Linked DNA regions of Sus scrofa: region 1 is linked to region 2. A link is a contact called in public promoter capture Hi-C data. All regions are on one chromosome and are shown on one strand. The core of a region is the stretch at or near the end of the contact, and the rest is flanking DNA. Distances in the headings are between cores, read along the strand shown. Region 1 holds the start of SLCO1A2 (solute carrier organic anion transporter family member 1A2). Region 2 holds the start of PYROXD1 (pyridine nucleotide-disulfide oxidoreductase domain-containing protein 1).

Evidence for each region. Promoter capture Hi-C pulls out the DNA fragments that hold promoters and counts their contacts.
Region 1: a contact with region 2 is called in a promoter capture Hi-C map of liver, with 6 times the contacts expected there. The contact joins the promoter of SLCO1A2 here to the promoter of PYROXD1 in region 2. A contact is called at or near these places in 1 of 5 promoter capture datasets (liver) and 7 of 47 Hi-C or Micro-C datasets (fibroblasts, liver and skeletal muscle).

What each region holds. Positions count from the first base shown.
Region 1 is chr5:52,078,496-52,083,295 of Sscrofa11.1, reverse strand. SLCO1A2 (solute carrier organic anion transporter family member 1A2) reads right to left here and starts at 1,912. Exons shown (of 14, transcript NM_001256595.1): 1 at 1,824-1,912. The coding sequence starts at 1,883.
Region 2 is chr5:52,018,870-52,024,416 of Sscrofa11.1, reverse strand. PYROXD1 (pyridine nucleotide-disulfide oxidoreductase domain-containing protein 1) reads left to right here and starts at 3,573. Exons shown (of 12, transcript XM_021092253.1): 1 at 3,573-3,793. The coding sequence starts at 3,710. It also overlaps a transcript of SLCO1A2 not described here.

The DNA.
Region 1 (4,800 bases), core at 663-3,162, 61 kb before region 2:
AACAATTTTCACATGGCTTTATAATTCAGATTTTATATTTAAATGCAAGCAAAGTCTACCAAATAAAGTACAAATCATATTGGAGAGAAGTTATTTTATCTTACATTTTGAGAAAGGAGACTAGAGAAATCATGATCCTAATGCTCTTTTCCTGAAACACCAAATGGGCTGCCTAACCCAGTTGCTTTCATAGATAGAAAGCAACTAGTGGCTACTACGACTCACGTCTAATGCAAAATAACCTCTATGTTTGTAAAGCTAGTCCTACCAGCTTTTTAAAAAAAATTTTAGTGATTTTTATTTTTTCCATTATAGCTGGTTAATTAATTCTGTCCATTCTGTACAGCAAGGTGACCCAGTCACACATACACATACACATTCTTTTTCTCACATTATCCTCCATTATGCTCCATCATAAGTGACTAGATGTAGTCCTCAGTGCTATATTACCAGTTTTTAATAATACCCCAGAGTTTGAAACAAATTTGTTGAAGACAGTCCTTTAATACTTTCCAAAAATTTTTGCTTAATGAGTGTATTTCTAAGGTCAGAGAAACAGAAAAACCCAGCTAGCTATTAAGCAATTGTCTCTCACTTTTACCTGATAAACTTGTACTTGCAATATTTTTCTGTAACATTCACATCAATATCTATCCCTGGCAAACTCCAAAATAATAAAAAATTAAAGACCAATTGTTTGTAAATAATACCAATTTAACTTTTATCCACAAAAACTATTAATAATATTGCTAATATTTGTTGAATGTTTACCATATTCTAGTCATTGTTCAAAGAAGGTAAAAAGAAAAAATTCTATGAGGTAAGAGTATTATAATTACTCTTTTTAGAGAAGAAAACCGAAGCACGAAGAAGTTAAACAACCTGACCAAGGTCACACAGCAAGTAAGCAGTTGAACTCAATAGAAACCGAGGTAAGCCTGGGTTTCAATCTCTATTTTTAAACCCTCAATCTTAGGAGACGGACATGAGAATTAAGGAAAAATTTAAGAAGATTTTTAAAATATAAAATTAACATGGCATTTTAAGCAAAAGTGGTTTTCTAGATCTACATCATGATTCTCCATTTTTATGTACATGAGTGGATCTTTTCCTATACAGTATGAAGAGAAAAAAACAACTTTTGATAGGAAGAAAATTAGCAGCAGTATCACAGTTTGGAAACCACTTGCAGGCATTAGCTATAGAACTAAAACAATTATCCAGATCCCTTGGTTTAGAATAAATGCAAAAGTTTTTGAAGGCAAAATGGCTTTGAGGCTATGCAACAAGAATTTGCTCTGAAATAGTCAAGAGTATCAGAAACAGCTAACAAAATGGTCATTCTTCTTATAGAGAATGGTTGATATGTTGCCAAAGCTTGAAGTAAACGTTTGTTTCAGTGGGTCATTGTGAAGTCATCACTGAATTTAAATCAACTAAGTATTTCTGTTCAATGAACTATTTGCCAGAAGCACCCTCCAAACTCCTCTGACTTAGAAACCCCAGAAGGGTTAGCATTAAATTGGCTTTGGATCCAAGAAAGTAAATTGCACTGTAATATAATGTGTGTTGAAGATGTTTAAGACCCTGTCTTCCATTTAAATCCCCAAAACTACTTCTGATTAAGTTGCCTGAATCAATAATCCTATTTATACATACTCTCAGTTACAAATCAAATTCATTAAAGCAAGAAATTATCAATATATCAGATACTATCACATTTATATTAGATCACTACACAAAAATATAAGCACGTTTACAAGGTCTAAGTTTTTTAAAAAATACAGTGCATATACACATATCCACATAAAGCAAGTCCATACCTTCAACTTGGAGAGACATCTTATTCTATGAGTTTCAATGGTTTTCTCAGTTTCTCCCATGTTGCTCCTTCTGAGTCTTCCAAGGTATGTATGTTTTAAATCTTGATATTTCTTAGTTCTATTCTTTTAAGAAGACAAAAATCTATTAAACTATTGACAAAATCATAAATTGTCATTCTTTAGAAGAAAACTCTGACACTGAAAAAAAGAATCAGAATCCACTGTGTTATGAAAATACCTAGGAAGCTTCTGATTGAGGGAGTTCTGGTCGTGGCTCAGTGGTTAACGAATCCGACTAGGAAACATGAGGTTGCGGGTTCGATCCCTGGCTTTGCTCAGTGGGTTAAGGATCCGGCATTGCTGTGAGCTGTGGTGTAGGTTGCAGATGTGGCTCGGATCCCGTGTTGCTGTGGCTCTGATGTAGGCCGGCAGCTACAGCTCCAATTAGACCTCTAGCCTGGGAACATCCATATGCCGCAGGAGCGGCCCTAGAAAAGGTAAAAAGACAAAAAAAAAAAAAAACAGCTTCTGATTCAGATCCAGAAAACAATGCCATTGGAGAAGATTTAGCTGTTAATTTTCCATTGAAAAAGTTACATCAAATCACTTTAGTTACTCTTTAGTGAGATCAAAGATTAGAATAATTTGTTATGGTCCTCTTGCAAAATAATGACCACGTGGTTAAGACAAAGTTTTTCATTTCTTTAGCCAAAACAAATAAAACCAGTGAGCTTCTTGGACTTACATGATGATGCTGCTTTTAGGAACACACAGACTTTGATTTGTGTTTGTACTGAAAAAAAAAAAAAAAAAAAAAAATCTGCTTTAGCAAGCCTACCAAGTCTCAAAAATCTCTGTTTGGCCAGGTGCCCTCTTCAAGTTCTTTGCGTTCCAAGACTTCCCTGGAGTCTCAGGAAGGGAAACATTCTCTAGGGCACTGCCGATTCACAGAACCTGGGGAGACATGGAATTTTAATAGTGGAAGTAGCCTAAGTAAAAATAACAAATAATTCTACGATCTGGAAAAAAATCTGACAATTGCAAGTTAAGATATGAGGTTTAGCATTAGATCAAACATATAAGTGGAGATCCATATGTATACAAATATAATAAATACAGATATATGTGTATCTGTGTATATATAATATATAGGCACACATGTTTGTATATAAAATGTTTTATATGTAAAACAAAAAGATGACAAACTCTATTAAATTCTACTAATCCATTGTCAAAGATTTTGTCTATTCTATATCTTGAAACTAGGACAATATTTAGCACCAAAAACCAAAATATTTCACTCTGATAATATCTATTCTACTAAATCTACTTCAAGTTGCCAGATGCTATCTTAACAATATTCCCTGTTTTAATTTATTAAAATCCTTTGAACAGTATCCATTTAACAATATCCTAAATGGCACTAATTTTTTAAAACCTGAATCCCACTCCCCTACACAGATTAAGGCAACAGCCACTGAACAATTGTGTATGAGCTTAGTTTTCTTTATTCATTCTCTCATGAAGACAATAAATATCTATCAAAAGTCATTGTGCTAAGCACAAGATTTCAGCAGTGAGCAAGACAGACAAATTGTCCTAAAGACAATATAAACTAGTTAAAGATGTATAAGGTTTTGTGGAAGGTACTTGGACCCAGAGCCCAAGGAATCGATGCTTTTATTGGGAAAGGTAAAACTTTTCAGTAAAACACATTGGAGGAGTTCCCATTGTGGTGCAGGAGAAACAAACCCGACTAGTATCCATGAGGATGCGGGTTTGATCCCTGATCTTGCTCAGTGGGTTAAGGATCCAGCTTTGCCATCAGCTGTGGTATAATTTGCAGACGTGGCTCAGATCCTGCGTTGCTGTGGCTGTGGTATAGGCCAGCAGCTGCAACTTCAATTCAACCCTTAGCCTAGGAACTTCCATGTGTCATGTGTACAGCCCTAAAAAGAAAAAAACAAAACAAACAAATAAAACATTGGAATAGAACTAGACAGCATATGATCAAACACAAATTGTTTGGAAAGTAAGTGGTAAAAAAAAATCCATAGGTCATGGGTGAAAATTATTAGAAACCACATTTGGCCTTTCTAAATGACAGTACAAATGAACTCATGCTGAAATCCCTGTGGTAAAATTCCAAGTCATCTTAACTATAGTGCAACTATATGACACTAATTTTAGAAAAACCCATAGAATGGGATAATTTTTCAAAAGAGTGGGAACTGCTCTTCTTTGATTTTCATCTGTAATACATCTGCTTTTATCATAAACTTCTCAACTGTCATTCCTTCATGTTCATACATTTAGAACCCAATCTTCCCTACTTTTTTTCCTTTTATTCCTCCTTGTTTATATTTCGATATATTAGAGCGCTATAGAGCCACCCAAACAGACAAGACAGGGAGAGAACTTATTCTTCTTGGTATCAAGTTGTCTCCACTCTTCTTAGTGGCTATTTTTCCCATATAGCTAAGGACACATCGAGGGTGGAGTTGGTAACACAGACAATTACCAGGTCAGAAGATTCTGGTTTCCCTTTTGAGCACTGTGATACCGTGCAGGTTTTATCACCATGCCTCAGCAAGTACTTCCAGCCTTGAGAGAAGTTTTTAAACAATTGTCTTAACTGAGGCAAACTGTGTGTTTAAAGCCAAGGACTTGGTAAGAATTAAATGTGATTCAATTAACACTCGGTGTTCCTAATTTGCCAACTTATTCAATGAAAACATTTCAGCTTTTCAGACACATTCAAAAACTTTTCATGGGGGAAAAAATGAATTAATAAGACCTATTTTTATTTAACAAAACTTCTAAATTGCAATAGTTAATGTCACAATCACTGTTAAGCTCTTTGGCCCCAAATCAGAGAATACACGTGTTCTTTCTTCATATCCTCAAGGCCAGGATAGTGCCAGCCATGTGAACAGTCCCCTTTTGTTAGAACAGCATTGTTTACACAGTGACATCG
Region 2 (5,547 bases), core at 2,324-4,823:
TTTTTTTTTTGGCTTATTAGGGCCACACTCTGGGTATATGGAGGTTCCCAGGCTAGAGGTCCAATCTGAGCTACAGCCGCCAGCTTACACCACAGCTCACAGCAACGCCGGATCCTTAGCCCACTGAGCGAGGCCAGGGATCGATCCCACAACCTCATCATTCCTAGTCGGATTCATTTCTGCTGTGCCAGGGAAGGGAACTCCGACTTTCTTAAGTCTAGACAATCAAACAATGCATTAAAAAAATCCCTGATTTGGATATATTGCCATTTTCCATGGTGTAAATAACTCCCATTAGGGCCAGTTTGAAGCAATTGATGTGACATCATCGAATGAGGCACTGGGAAGAAATGGGCAGTAGTACAGCCTTACACGATATTTTCACCATGTGGATAAAAGAGATGTGAATAACCTCAAAAATATGTAATAGTAAAATAATTAGGAAATGATGAGCTTTGAGCATTTATTACCTTTGTTTTAATAGAGTTTATTTAATTATACACTTATATAATTTAGCATTTAACAGTGGGTGAGTTAGCAGTCAGCTCATTCAATTCCTGTAATGTAAGAGTCAGCTCTCATAGGACAGTGGCTCTAGCACACCACTGATGCATAGCTAAACCAGTAAAGTAAGATCTTTCCTTCCCTCATTCCTTGCCCACCCTCCAATTTTAAAGCAGCTTAAAACATCAGCTACCAGGTGGGAGAAGAGCTGGGACGAGAAAGTCAAGGAAACCAACCTTGACTGCCTGCGGTTAGGTAAAGTTGTAATTGGATGAGAATCTGGAGTTTTAATAACAAGCAGCACTGGACTTTGTTTTTAATCACCCAAGAATGATCAGAAGCTTTGAGGCCAAGCAAAGATTTAATTTAAAGAATGAGAAAAATATGTTCACAGGGCAAGTGCTGAGAAAGAAGACTTCTCTTTTGCTTGTTCCCTACTTCAGCTTGTTCACTAAAACAAAAACAAAGAAGAGATTTGGGAGGAAGATAAATTTGGTTTAGATTCACGGTGAATTTGAGGAGACTTGGGTAACCTTGGAAGATATCCAGGAAGCTTCAGAAATTTCATGTTCGAAGAGTCAGAGTAATGATATGAAAGACATCTGAGAGTGAAAAGCATTTTACACTCATTTCAGTTAAGAATGTCAATAAAGTTCCTGTTGTGGCTCAGCAATTAATGAACCTGACTAGCATCCAGGAGGACTCAGGTTCAATCCCTGGCCTCCCTGAGCTCAGTGGGTTAAGGATCTGGCGCTGCCATGAGCTGTGGTGTAGATTGCAGAAATGGCTTGGATCCCATGTTGCCATGGCTGTGGTGTAGGCTGGCGGCTACAGCTCTGATTGGACCCCTAGACCGGGAACCTCCATATGCCTCGGGTGTGGCCCTAAAAAAAAAAATTAAAAAAAAATAAAAGGAATGTCCATAAAATATTTTACTCCAAGATATACAGACTGTTCAACCTCCCAGGAGCAGACACTTTAGCCATTGACCCCACCCAGCTAGAAAGCTTAAATACTTTATCTCATCTATACCTCAAAACAACTCCACAAAGTAGATCTTACAGCCACTTTGCAAACAAGGAAACTAAGGCTTAGGTGGGGAAGTAACTCACTAAAGATCACATAATTAAGGAAATGCTAGCACCATACTTGACTAAATCATTAACTACTGCATAAAATTTCATTGTTCTTTCCCAATTTTCAGTCAGCTCCATAAATTAATCTAAATTCTCTTATTTTAGATATTTCTGTAATCAGCTTAGTAAAGAATTGGAAGCTAGGTTTTCATTTAATAGTTTAAAAGTCAGAGATGACATTTAAAAAAAAAAAAAAAGTTAAGGAAGTAGAAGTAGCAAGACAAAGAGGGTTTAATTCCCTTCAATTTTTCCAGATTATTCCTAAACTCCTCAACTATTTTTTTTTCCCTCTTTCTTTTTGCCATCTCCTATATTTCCTGTACTCACTTCTGCCATGAAACTTTTGGTAGTTGAGATATTTCCTGTTGGGTGGCCAGATAGCTCCTCTGAACCCATCCAAAGGCTACTGAGCCTTGGAGATTCAGTATAAATCCTGCCTTCTCTGAAGCTGACCTTGTCTACTCCAGACTCCAAAGGCATACACCATAATATTTAGCAAAAAACTGGTCTGAAGATACAGAGAGGGAAAAGTAATAATCCCTGAGATTAAGGAGTTTGTGGTTGGAGGGGGGAGAGGAATCAGACCCACATCAGATTAAAAAAAAGTGTTTTAACTCTGAATTCAGGGGATGACAAGGGACTATTGGAACACAGAGAGGATACCTGCCTCAGTCTTAAAGAAATTAGATAAAGCTTCTTAAGGGAGGTCATGGATGGTTGAACCAAAGGTCAGCGGGGAATTAGCTAGGGAAAACCCATTGGGAAAGAGTATTAAAGAAAGAGTTATGTGCAAATGCTCAGAAAAGAAAGAACATACCTATCCTGGAAGCTGCAAGCGTGGTTCTAGCTAAAGCACAGTGAGTTGAATGAGATCCAGTGAAAACAGAGGTAAGAGAAGTAAACAAGACTCGATCTATACAGGTTTAAAGTACATTCTCCTCCTCCTCGAAATGCATTATTTGGTTGCCTAAGCTAGTAACAGGAATTAGAGTTGCTTATTTAACTGCCTACTATTTAACTTATTAAATCAAAGCACAATCATTATTAGGGATATCAGTAAATATCTGTAATTAGATGTGTTAGGTTTTCCTGTTATACAGCCTGGTTATTTCCAGAATTTAAGAATTAAAGGGGGACTGATAATTCCCAGTTTTGGAATGAGCCATTTAGAGAAATAGCACCTTCTTAATATTATAATACAACCCCCAGGGGAAGGATTATATTAGACAGCGAAGGTAATAGAAAATAGTAAAATAATGTAAAATAGTAAATACTGCAATAATTTGAATATCGTAAAAATAATTTTTACAAATTAGATTGGGAATATTTAATTCAGTCTTCACAGATGTTATTTACTGGAAACTGGGGAGGAAATGGTGGTTTATTTTTACAAAGTGGCGAGCAACTCTATATACTGCAGAAATTTATCGTTGAGATCAAAATTGTCAACGGGAACAACTTCTTAGAGAACAATCCATAGTATTGCTTTGCCTTGATTCATGTGTCTATGAATAATTTGCTTCCAAAAGGTAAAATCTTAGATTGCTTGGTTAAGGATAGGGAAGGATGATGTTCCTTCTACCATTGAGTTTTAAGAGTTGAACTATGTTTAACCTCCCGCAGGAACCAACAGTGAGAAGTTCAGAGCAGTTCATTGATTCTAAGAACGCGCTGCCCCGTGAGAACACTGATCTGTCTTAGACAACCTGTTAAGGCTCTTTGAACAACCCATCTACTTTACTTTGGCTTTTGTCATATCAAACCTACGTGGAAAAAAGACATTTAGCAGCGGTGATAATAACGCAAAGCCCTGCAATCAACAAGCCGCCTCTGCGCTTAGGAACCGCAGCCCCAGCAGATAAGCGAAGAGACTAAGTATGAGCTCCCGGGCACCCGTACCTCGGATTCTCAGGAGCGCGAAGGGAATAAGTGTGAGCTCCGAGGCACCCGTACCTCGGACTCTCAGGGGCAAACGACGGAAGTGGTCGCCTGGCGCCGCTCCCTCTCCCGAAATCCAAACTTTTTTGGCTCCACCACTGTTGTCTGCAAACCGCTGGAGGTCCGAGAGCATGGAGGTAGCGCGCTCGCCCCCTACAGCAGGGAAGTTTGTGGTGGTCGGCGGTGGCATCGCGGGCGTTACCTGTGCGGAGCAGGTAAAGCAGGCGCGCAGGCTTCTCCCTTCTCCTCGACCCCGGCGGCGGTGGCGCTCGGGGTTCCCTCCTGCCGCCTTTCCTAGTCCTTTTTCCAGGTAGCTTTCTAGCCGCTTTGTTTTTCTCCCTTCACTCATTCCGGCTCCCAAGTATTGTAGAGTGTGTCGTGGCCGTCAGGTGACATCCTTAGTACCTCTCAAGCTTCGCTTCAGGCGCTGAAAGGAGAGGTGGCGAGCAAGTTATTAGCGGGGAAACTAAAGCAGAGTGAACCCGCTTCTGGTCCTAGTAATAGCGGAGCAGACCGGGGGTTGGGGGGGCTAGGGGGTGGGAGGGGTTATAACTAGGAAGTACTTGGTCGGAAAATTCAGCCCCTTTTCTTAAATTAGCTGATTGAATTCCGCTTCCGCCTAAATTCCAGGTCCGTAGTGCATCATAACTAAGAGATAACTAAGTGATAATCTCTTACGTAAGTTTCCTGTACTTGGCACTCCCAAGATACTATAGATATGTCATCTATAGTAATGTTTTGTAAAACAGCCAGCAAGGGATTAAATACAGCGAGGGAATAAGTTTCTGATTTACAGTGACTAGTCAGACTACATATATACATGTATTCTAATAAAGAATGGGTTATTTCGCTGGTAAAAAGTAAACATAAGTAGTCACTGATGTCATAAGAATTTGAAGTATTTTTCCTCAACTCTTAATCTTGGGATGTGTATTTTTCATTTATTCACCAAGTAAACACCTATAATCCAGTCACTGTACTAATGGCTGATCAGATAAATACAGAGAATGGTACCTCCTTTTTAGAGACCCACAGGGTAGTGGAAGAGACATGTAAATTATTTCCTCAGTGTGTTTGGTATCTTAGGGGTGCCTTTAGAGTTGGTAAGTAGTAAATTAGGGGAGAAGTATCCTTTCTCACAGTAGATGTCCTTTTGTCTTACAGGCATAGCTCATTTTATTGCACTTTGATTTATTATACTTCACGTTGCATTGTTTACAAGTTGGAGGTTTGTGGCAACCCTGTCCAGCAAGCCTTTTAGGTGCCATTTTTCTGACAGCATTTGCTCACTTTGTGACTCCGTCATATTTTGGAAATTCCTACCAGTATTTCAGACTTATAAATCATTCTGTTTGTTATGGTGATCTGTGATGAGTAATCTTTGATGTTACTATTGCAAAAAGATTGCAACTCACTGCAGACTCAGATGATGATTAGCATATTTTAGCAAAGTATTTTTTAATTAAGACGTCCATTTTTCTTTTAGAAATAATGCTGTTGTGCACTTAATATTGACAACTGTATAATGCAAACATAACTTTTATATGCACTGGGAAACCAAAATTGCATGTGACTTGCTTTATTGCATTACTCACTTTATTGCAGTAGCCTGGAACTGGACCCATAGTATATCTGAGTTATACCTGTATAGAAGAATGAGTAAAAGTTTACCAGGTAGACAAGAAAAGACAGACATTCCAAAGAGATTCCACCTGTAATCTCAGGTGGAAAAGCATGGCATTATCTGGAAGAAGAAAGCTGAAAGCATGTGGTACATAAAGGACAAAGACTGGCAGATACATAAAGGATCTTGTAGTCAAGTTAAGAATTTAATAAGAACTTATAAGTAGTTGAACAATTTTGAGCAGTGGAGAAATGTGATCAAATGAAAACTTTTGAAAGATAGTTATAATGTGTTTGGGATAGGGGTAACTGGTTAATATGAGACTGGAAGGCCAACTTACAGGTG